3 separate regions of the Mus musculus genome follow, and regions 2 and 3 are each linked to region 1. The links are chromatin contacts, called in public targeted proximity ligation maps. All regions are on one chromosome and are shown on one strand. The core of a region is the stretch at or near the end of the contact, and the rest is flanking DNA. Distances in the headings are between cores, read along the strand shown. Region 1 overlaps Exoc6 (exocyst complex component 6). Region 2 overlaps Myof (myoferlin). Region 3 overlaps Myof (myoferlin).

Region 1 (3,451 bases), core at 572-3,071:
TGTTTATGTCTTAAAGACAATGGCCGTGGCCGTGAGCAGGGAGGAAGAACGGTGACTGCACACCGCATGCTTAAACATCTCCTTTCCATGTACATAAGGATCTTTCAAAGCCACAATGCTGCTGGACTAAGTGGATACAAACCAATCTTGGCCATGCTGGTAACGAACTTTCCTCTGTCTCCTCTCCCAGGCTTTCACTGGGCCATCAGCAGAGGGTGGATTCCCTCAGGATCTCATCAGAGTCCTGGGGGTAAGGACTGAAACCATCTCCCAGGAGGACGAAGCTCTAGCATTCTGGACAGCTGACCAAGGACCCATCCCTAACAATCACCAAGTCCTTTCTTATTTATCTTGTTTTTTTGGTTTTGTTCTTTTGAGACATCTTCTCACTATGTAGCCTTGGCTGGCCCAGAGCGTGCTCTGTCCATCAGGCTCGGCTCAGCAGATCAACCCACCTCTGCTTCCTGAGTGTTGGTATTAAAGGCTTTGCCCCACTATGCCTAGCCTTTTGAAAAATACATCTCTACTGAAATGAAAGGGTAACACAAGACCAGCGCTTTATTCCAGGCCCCACAGGGCTCCACTCAGGCCTTCACCCCACACCCTGCCGTTGCCTTGGGAACCCCCTCTCCTTGGGGACCCCCTCTCCCTGGGGACGCCTTCTCCCTGGAGACCCCCTCTCCTTGGAGACTCCCTCTCCTTGGGGACTCCCTCTCCTTGGGGACCCCCTCTCCCTGGGGACGCCTTCTCCCTGGAGACTCCCTCTCCTTGGGGACCCCCTCTACCTGGGGACGCCCTGTCCTTGGGACCCCCTCTCCTTGGAGACCCCCTCTCCTTGGGGACCCCCCTCTCCCTGGGGACGCCCTCTCCTTGGGACTCCCTCTCCTTGGGGAACCCTCTCCCTGGGGACTCCCTCTCCTTGGGGACTCCCTCTCCTTGGGGACCCCCTCTCCTTGGAGACCCCCTCTCCCTGGGGACGCCCTCTCCCTGGGGATGCCCTCTCCTTGGGACCCCCTCTCCTTGGGACTCCCTCTCCTTGGGAACCCCCTCTCCTTGGGGACTCCCTCTCCTTGGGACCCCCTCTCCTTGGGGACTCCCTCTCCTTGGGGATCCCCTCTCCTTGGGGGGGACTCCCTCTCCAAGCTGTCCGGGTTTCACAGGATGCTGCATTTTTAATATTAAAGCCGCTATTACAGAAAACATCACTCCATTTCAAGTGTTGCTTCCTTCAGATGGCAGTGAACAAACAAAACAATAAATCCTTTAGTCCTATGGGGAGGGGGACAGTAAGACATGGTCTCAACACGTGAATTTATTAGTTACCATGGATACATAGAGTTCAAAGATGTAGCCTGAACATGAACAAAAACAAAGCATCACCACATTATCCAAAAGCAACTCCGCAAATGCTTATTAAAGGATAAAGTAAGGCACATGGTAATAAGGATCAGTATTAAGCTCTGTAAGTGGGTTTGTTCCAATAGCCAAGCAAGATGCTTCTTCAAGTCTTTTGGGAGGTAATCAAGGTATGGATCACATAAAACCAAGGAACAAAATAGCACGTTTCCATTCCATCTCAACCCAGTCTGAAAGACCACTTAAAATTAGCGTCCCTTTTTCAGTAAGGATTCAAAGTTACCCTGGAGAACAACTGTAACACATCAGGTGGAGTCCTGCCAACATCTGTAAGTCTGTTCTACATTTTACTTCCTTGGTGCTTCCTGTGTGTCCACAAACAAAACCATCAGCTTAAGGAATGCCATGGTTGCACAGTGGTCCCATATATATGCTGGAAATAGTTGAATCACTTCAGAATCACTGAGAATTCCTCCATGCTGATCCATCTCACTGGCTGACAGTGTCCCATCCTATGGACTTGTTCAGAATCTGTAGATTCTTGGAGTCTCAAACCTGTGAATCACTCTGTGCAAACAGCACAATGCAGGCAGACTTAAAGCCATTCTATGGAGCCTTTGTAAAACCAAATCCACGGTGCCGGGTCATTTTTCCTTGAATCTGGTTTAGTTTTCTTTGTTTTTGGTCTTTTGGAGTTTGCTTTTGATGCACCTCAGGGGCAGTGACCCAAGACAGAAGATAAATAAGAGTCAAGAGAGAAGCAACTGGGGACACCAGGTTTGCTTTTGTAAATGTGAAGAGTGACCTGGGGGCTCAGGCAGCGTTAGTCCCCCAAGTTCCCTTTTCCAAACACTAAATCCACCTGGGACCTCAGGGTTGCTCTACAAAATCCAAAAGTAAACCAGAAGATCGGTTTTCCTTCGCCTTCAAGACACAAAGCTGACACAAGGTTCCTAGAGCGCTTCAGAGACTTTAACAAGTCCTAAGCCCAAGACAACACTGAGGATGGACACTTGCCCTCCAAACAAATCCCCAGTAATTGGCTACTGGGAATTGAAGAAGAAAGCACTTACTGAGCAAGCCACACTGGGCACCAGACTTTCCTCTTTCTGTGAAAATACCACATTAGGAAAATTCTAGATGAAGCTTAGGAGAGAATTTTAGATAGAGTCACAATAAACTTAGTCAAAATCCACACAAAGGGCTAGTGGTGGGCTTCAATCAATAGAGTGCTGGCCTAGCATGCATGAGGCCTTGGATTCAACCCCCGGCACCTTAGAAACCCTGGCATGGTGGTGGACTTTGTAACCCCAACACATGAACAGGAGAGGCAGGAGTTTAAGCGTACACTACAAAAAAACACTCTGTTTTAAAACACAAAAGTTTTCCTTTTGCTTCCTCTTTGACTTGTCTCCCAAGGTTAACAGCCTTTAAGCTGTCTTTACCCAAGTCTTCTCTATTCAAATGTCCATTTCCCAAGCCTGCTTTCAGCCGTGCCTTCTGCTCCCTTCTGCTCTCCCTCTGTGGGGACTATGGGTGAGCTCAGGGTGCTGTGTGCCGCACTTGTTCACAAGCATCAGCCTTTAAGTCATTCACTGTGGAAGCAAAATATTCTTGAAGCATGTCTCTTCTTCCTCTCTCTCTCTCTTCCTCTCTCTCTCTCCCTTCCTTCCTCCCTCTCTCTCTCCCTTCCTCCCTCCCTCCCTCGCTCCCTTATTCCCTCCCTCCCTTTCTTCCTTCTTTCCTTTCTCCTCTTTTTATTATTTAAATTTTCCTTTCTTCCTTTTTTCTTTATTTATTTGAGCCAAAGTGTCACTATGTAGCCCTGGCTGGACTGGAACTCTATGTAGACCAGGCTGGCCTCAAACTCAGAGACCTACCACCTCTGCCTCCTGAGTGTTAGGATTAAAAGCACATAAGCGGGCTGGTGAGATGGCTCAGTGGGTAAGAGCACCCGACTGCTCTTCCGAAGGTCCAGAGTTCAAATCCCAGCAACCACATGGTGGCTCACAACCATCTGTCAGGAGTGTCTGAAGACAGCTACAGTGTATTTACATATAATAAATAAATAAATCTTTAAAAAAAAAAGCACATA
Region 2 (3,451 bases), core at 658-3,157, 360 kb before region 1:
TATGAAGGCAGCAGAGCTTATGTCTTTTCCGTCTTGGGTTCCACGAACCAGTTCTAAATTTTAAGCCAGCCTGCTGAGAACTACAGGTAGCTATCTGCCTCAAGCTCCTTGTAGACAGCTAGCGTGTGCAGCTGGGCCCAACAGGGATTAAATATACAAGCCTCTGAGACCTCTCAACTCCCAGACATAAGCATTTAGACATTCTAACTGTGGGATAGCGAGAGGGTCGATGGTTAAAAACACTCGCTGCCAAGCCTGGTTGTCTGAGTTCAGTCCCTGGAACCCCCATGGGGAGAGAGAACATGCTTCTGTAACTTGTCCCCTAACCACCCCCCAACACACTCACATACATGCATACATACATACATGCATGCATACATACATACAGAGAGACACAAACACAAACAATAAAAGAAAACAATTAAATTTTGTTTAATTTTTGTTAATATCAGATCTTAATTCTTTGAATGACGGTCAAATAAAGTAAACCAAAGCATAAAAGGGATTAAACAACTGAAAAATGACAACTCTTCCTGCTGTGTTTGCAGTCTTCCTAGGGACCACTGATCCAATCAATTTAATTGAGGCAGGGGCTCATGTAGCCCAGGATGATCGTCAAGTCCAGAGCTATCTGAGGATGAGTTTGAACCTCTGATCTTCCTCGTTCTCCAGTTCTCCTTATCCTGAATGCTGGGACTTGCCATCACGCCTGATGTGTTAGTCTGAACAATTAGGTTTGAATCTCTTACATCCTCTTGCTGTAGGCAGACAAGTTGCTCCAGCCTTGTGAGCATGTGCGCTTCTGAAGGGTTGGTGCTGTGGGGATTTTTTAGTTTGTTTGTTGGCCTGTAGCCCTTTAAAGGTCATTTTGCTAGCTGGATATTACCATATACTTTCCTTTTCCCCTCTGTTTCATCCCTTGCTTTTGTATGAAAAGAGTCTTTTGAAAAGGTTAATAGAGAGAAACCTTTCTTGTATACTCATACGCTGGCGTGTTTTATTCATAGCAGTGTTTTATTCATAGGATCATCCCTTTCCAGGGAAACATGGCGGCCACAACAGCAGGTTTCCTATCCTGTCCTTGTGATAGGGTCACTTTGCACCCAAGCTTCCATTCAAAACCATCTTAGGGAACATAGTAAGTGTGAGTGTGAGTGTGTGTGTGTGTGTGTGTGTGTGTGTGTGATGATCAGATCAAGGCAATTTGGCTTAATTACCACCTCAAGATTTTGTATTTCCTTGTGTGAGAAACATTCAAAATCTTGAGGCATTTCCTTCCTTCCTTCCTTCCTTCCTTCCTTCCTTCCTTCCTTCCTTTTTCTTTTTGTGTATGTATCTGTTTGTGTGTGATGTGTGTATGTGTGTACAATGTCCACACCAGTGGTGCATGAATGGAGTCTAAGATCAGCCTTGAATGACACTTCTCATCTTCCACCTTGTTTGAGGCAGGTCTCTTGTTTGTAGATGGCCCACAAGTTTCTGGGGGATTCTCTTATCTCTTCTGTAAGAGAGTTGGAATTATAGGGTCATACGGTGCCCAACTTTCTGTAGGCTTTGGAGATTTGAACTCAGGCCCTTGCCCTTGCTCAGCAAGTACCTTACCCACTGAGCCAACCCCTACTGTCCAGAGGTAAATTCTAAAAGAATCTTTTAGATAAGCTTTAAGAAGCTGTGAGATTCCATTCGGAGTGGTGAAATCTCTCACAGGGTCCATTCATTGTAGACTATGGAGGTAAGCTGTCCATATAGAATCTTGATCTACCTAGGGTATGTTGTAGAGTCTAGACAGTTCTTCACAGGTAATGATGGTCATGAAACTTGGGTACTTCAGTAGAACCATGGTATTGTATTGACAAATACTTCAGAAAGCAAAACTGTTTAATCTACTGAGTCATTCTCCTCACTTCCGGGAGAAAAGGGCTTGGAGACTAACTGTTGAAGGATGGTGGCCCCACCCTGCCGAAGCCTGGGGACTGTACATTTCCCAAAGGCACATTCTTTGGCTCTCAGTCATCTACAAAACCACAGTTGCTTTTAGAAATTAATTAGCTTGTCCTGTTTTTCCTTCCCTCCTCCACAACATAGCTTACCCATATGCTCTCAGTCAGGACACTGGCACTTCCCTGGCTTCTTTTCTGGTCACTGGTTTCTCTCTGTTCCTAAGACCAGTCCAAGTGGCATATTTATGCCTTCTCCAACAACTGATAGATTGATGGATGTTGAATATGCTTTTTCAGCATTGGCCACTGAAAGAGATGGAAGGAGGTTAGAGACATCTTGGAATAACAAAGCCTCTGTCTGTTAATCCTGAAAGGGGCCACGGTGATTGGCCCATCTTCCGTTGTTCAGGAAGGATTACACTTAGAATTCTTTCATGTGCCCTGTGGGTGGATCTAGGTAAAGGAACAACTGCTCCACACATTCCTGATACTGAACTGAACACAACCGGTTTGTAGCTCCTGTTATCCAGATAAATTGATGTGTTTGAATTCTTCTATTTGAAAAGAACTACATGAAGCCGCTGCCCTTCCTGCTGAAGATTCATATGTGAAACGTGTACTGGTCTATAACACAGATACTACCCAGAACACTGTGGCATGACAACCGTCTCCCTACTCACGGCAAGCTTCGGTGGAACAGCTGCTCTGTTGAACAGGGCTGTACTTTGAGCACAGTTTTCGTTCAAAAAAAACAGCTGTGGGACATCTGCCACTTTAAGCCTTTATCAACTGACTTCTAATTGGCCATTACAGAGTAAAGGCCCTGGGCTTTAGAGCCAGCCATACCTGAGGAATTCTAATTGCCATTTCTTGTTTTCTAATTGCTTATGAGCAAATAAAATCTCCGGTTTCGGTGTTCTAAGTAATACTCAGTGCTGGTTAGTTTCTTTCAACTTGACACAAACTAGAGTCACCTGGGAAGAGGGAACCTCAGTTGAGGAGTTACTCGGATGAGATTGGCCTGCAGGCAAGGCTGTGGGGGCATTTTCTTGATTAATGATTGATATGGGAGGGCCTGGTCCACTGTGGGTGGTGCCATCTCAGGGCAGATGGTCCTGAGTTGTATGAGGAAGCAAGCCAAGCAGGGATGATGAACAAATCAGTAATTGCTGTCCCTTCATGGTCTCTGCTTCAGTTCTCATCTCCAGGGTCTAGCCTTGGCTTCTCTTTATGATCATTTGTGAACAGAGCATGTAAGACAAATGCAGTTTTTCCTCTCCTCAGGTTGCTTCTGGTCATGGTGTGTTTTATCACAGCAACAGAAACACAAAATAGGATGGCCTCTCCTACCTTGCAGGGTGACTTGTGGATCAGGTGGAAATGCAGAAGGCCTTGCACATAGGAATTCTAAATTTCCTCTCCTGTTTGATAAGTTGCCAGTGTCAGGAGCCATGGTGAAAACACCTAACACGGCTGTTCTCCTAGGCCTCCGACACTAGAATGAGATGCAT
Region 3 (3,451 bases), core at 485-2,984, 330 kb before region 1:
GAATCAGAGACCAGTGAGGATAGGCCCCTCTGGTGCAAGTGAATCAGAGAATTAAGGGAATGCCCCCATGAGGGGCTTTCACCTTGGTAAGGGACTCTGGTACCATGACCTGCTATTACAGCTGTGCCCAGGAAGAAACCCCTGTGTCAGCTGTCAATGTGTGTTGAGCAAGAGTACCCAGAGCCATCACCACAGGTAGACGAGCCAGTGCCAGTTGAACTACAGTAGAAGAGAGAGATGGGGCTCAAGACCCCACATAACTCAGCCACATCAAACTTACAGCCAAGGGACAGGGAAGGGGCAGTGGATGGAAATTCTTGAGAGGAACTAACCGGGATAGGGAAATTCTGGCTAAACCAACATAACAGGATTCTTGCTGAAGGCAGTTCAGGGTGATCCCCAGTCACATGGTGGGTGGGGGCAGAGATAAAGAGTCTGACCAGTTATTAAGATGGTTAATCAGATATCCAGGGTTCAGCAGGGTCCTTTGTCAGATCTGAACCTAAGACAGAAGTACATGTTCTATCTCGGAGAAGGCTCCTAGGAGAAAATCTGGCTTTGCAAACAGCCTTCGTCTGCGGCCTTGCTTCTCCTGGCCGTCAGGTTTGTTTTAAGGAGCACGCTTGGCTCACTCCTTATTCTCAGGACCAGGGAGGAACTTGATGGGCATAGGCCCAGAGGAGGGAACAGTGTGGGAAATCCATGCAAAGTGCTACAGGCCTGGCTAAAATGACAAACTCGGGCAGCCAGAGCCAGGGCCTTCAAAGAATGGGATAGCTTGGTCTTCTCAGATCTTCCACAGGGCATTTGGGAACTGTTGAGGTTTGGAAAGTTTTTTTTGGCCCCAGCCCAGCTGTAGGCTATGATTCCTCCCAGAGGGTGGCAGGGCTGGCTGCTTACAGTCCCTAAAAGCAGCAACAGAGAGTGTCCAGTTGATGTTCAAGCCTCCAACAGGCCTTTCCTCTGTGGAGGGGATTTCCAGCAATCCCCGTGGTGATGTCCCGGTTACACAGAGAAGGGACCTGGTGAGCTGTATATGGGAGCGCCCCTGCTAAGGCCCTCAGCCAGCAGGGTCCTTATTCACCACAGAGGCATGTGGCTGTGAATGGGGGCCCAGGCTGTGGGAAAAACATTTCCATTCCTCTTTTTAAAACCAAGTATATGTTTCCAGATAAACACAGTGATGAAGAGGTTCTTAACTGACACTGCTTAACTAAGATAGCTAGCTTGACTCTCAACTCCCCCAGGCCCCAGGTATAACACCCAGTTGCCAGGTCATTCCCAGGGCTTAGAAGTAGCTCTGTGTCATGCATAGAGGCCTGCCTCTGAGTTTGATGTCAGTCACAGACTGAAGGCGCAGTGTCCTAGGTTCCCTTTGGTGTCTAATGCGTCTGAAGCTTGTTAGTTCTCCCAGGAGAGCTGCTGGGCCAAGGCCTGGGCATTTATTTCTTCCATGGTGGCTTCCTTTTGGGACTGTAGCCCATCTGTTAGCGCCTTGGGAGCAGTCCATGGGAGACTCTTGTTTTTCTGTGAACCACAGGGCGAAGCGTCCCTCTTACCCACACATCTTATCATCTTGGCCTGTTTACAGTATCACATTAGTAATAGAGATCCCAGGCTGAGGGTCACCTCCTTTAAAGGAAATCAGCTTATAGTCGGACTGAGCTGTTCCTGTCCCTCGTGTAGGAGGTCAAGTTATCATTCCCCATGTTCTCACCGTTTTCTGTATCTAGGCAACGCCCCAGAAAACAGGCCTGGCTGGCTGACCTGCGAGGCGAGACATAGGACTGCAGCTCTGGCAGTGGGCAGTGCTTCCTTCGGGTCAGTCAAAGGTCTCAGAAGCTGTATCTGTGTTTACATCTTTCTCAACACAGCCTCACTGTCAAATATCTTCGAGATTAGTCTTTCCAGGATGTTCTCAAAACACAGTCTTTACTCCGCACGCACATGCAGACACACGCAAGCGCGCGCGCGCACGCACACACACACGCACACACACACATCAAATTTTCCTTTAAATGCCCTCCCCCACAGCAAAACCACCAGGGTTTTATGATGAGAAAGCAAACCTTAGCAACGGGACTCAAGCTGCTTAGAAGGGATTGAGGTTAGAGTATATAATTGGCTCCTTTTACTCCTCGCCATTCCTGCCCTGTCTTCTGTTACTGCACTCTTCTGGGGAACGAATCAGCAAACTGAATCAGAACAGGTTACTAGCCATTCCACTGCATAAAAAGATGAGCAAAAGGCTCTGTGTGTACTCAAGCCTGTTCTTTCTGGTTAGCCACAAGCCCCACTGTCCCCTACTGCACCGGGTGACTTCACTGTATATTTTATTCTCTTACTGTCTTCATCTTTGCCTCTACACTGTGTGTGAATCAGTTGTGATCTGTGACATTATAATTTTGAAGGCAGAAACCCTGCCTTTCATTATGATGTCTCCAAAACAATTCTAGGAGTTTTACACACACACCTCAAGAACTGGTAAAGTAAGAAAAAAGAAATACTTAACATACAGTAGTTTCCTAAATAGACCTGTATGGGATATATCATATGTATAAGCCTAACCTGTGAAGTTATTCATGTCTGTCCATTTGTTTGCCAACAATACAGTGGCTCAAAGAATTGAGGGACTTAGGCAAGGAGAGAGAGAGAAAGAGAGAGAGACAGAGACAGAGACAGAGACAAAGAGAGACAGAGAGACAGAGACAGAGAGAGACAAAGAGAGACAGACAGAGAGAGAGAGAGAGAGAGAGAGAGAGCGTACTAGGGCATAACACTTGGGCTACACAGGAATTATTCTCAACCTGGGTGATTTTGTCCCCTAGGACACTAGGTAATGTGGGAGATGCATTGATCTGGTCTCAGATGCTGGTTCAATCCCATGCCAGGCCTCTTTTCAGTTCCGCATAGCCGAGCCACAGCAGCACCCTGCCTGTTCTCAGATTGATTTACCACTGATAAGAGGCCCTGGTCATTCTGGCTCTAGCTGGCTTTAACAAAAGCAAATCAGTACATGTTCAAGGGTATGATGTCAGCATCTTACTCGTAGAACTACACCACAAATCACAGACTGAAGGATAACATGAGTTTCCTTCCCATCTTACCAGGCAAACACCACATTTAGACAAAGCCAGATGGTTTTTCCTTAAAAGAAAAGGAAGAGAACACATTTCATTCGTTGTGTGTATTGAGGGTAAGGTGTGAATGCCTATGGAGTGTGTGTGTGTGTGTGTGTGTGTGTGTGTGTGTGTGTGTGTGTGTATAGTGTAAGTGCCTGGGAGATGTGTGTATATGTGTTTAGTGTGAGTGCCTGTGATATATGTGTGTGAGAGTGTAAGTGTGTATGTATACCTGTGTGTGTGCATGTGTGTGCCTGTGACGCATGTGTATGAATGAATGTATGGTGTGAGTACCCGTGACATGTGTATGTATGTGTGTGCCTGTGATG

What was found.
Region 2: a contact with region 1 is called in a targeted proximity ligation map of pancreatic cancer cells. A contact is called at or near these places in 5 of 39 promoter capture datasets (the HPC-7 cell line, cranial neural crest, embryonic stem cells and 2 more), 1 of 484 Hi-C or Micro-C datasets (myocytes), 4 of 130 datasets of targeted methods (embryonic stem cells, extraembryonic endoderm stem cells and pancreatic cancer cells) and 1 of 9 other capture datasets (embryonic stem cells).
Region 3: a contact with region 1 is called in a targeted proximity ligation map of pancreatic cancer cells. A contact is called at or near these places in 2 of 39 promoter capture datasets (the HPC-7 cell line and embryonic stem cells), 1 of 130 datasets of targeted methods (pancreatic cancer cells) and 1 of 9 other capture datasets (embryonic stem cells).

Annotation. Positions count from the first base shown.
Region 1 is chr19:37,675,136-37,678,586 of GRCm38.p6, reverse strand. All of the region lies in intron 20 of Exoc6 (exocyst complex component 6), which reads right to left. Gm32342 (a long non-coding RNA gene) reads left to right here. Exons shown (of 3, transcript XR_003952929.1): 3 at 1-1,200. Among named protein-coding and RNA genes, the nearest start is that of Cyp26c1, 8.8 kb to the left of the region's middle.
Region 2 is chr19:38,036,992-38,040,442 of GRCm38.p6, reverse strand. All of the region lies in intron 1 of Myof (myoferlin), which reads left to right. Among named protein-coding and RNA genes, the nearest start is that of Myof, 4.9 kb to the left of the region's middle.
Region 3 is chr19:38,002,489-38,005,939 of GRCm38.p6, reverse strand. All of the region lies in intron 3 of Myof (myoferlin), which reads left to right. Among named protein-coding and RNA genes, the nearest start is that of Gm52396, 11 kb to the left of the region's middle.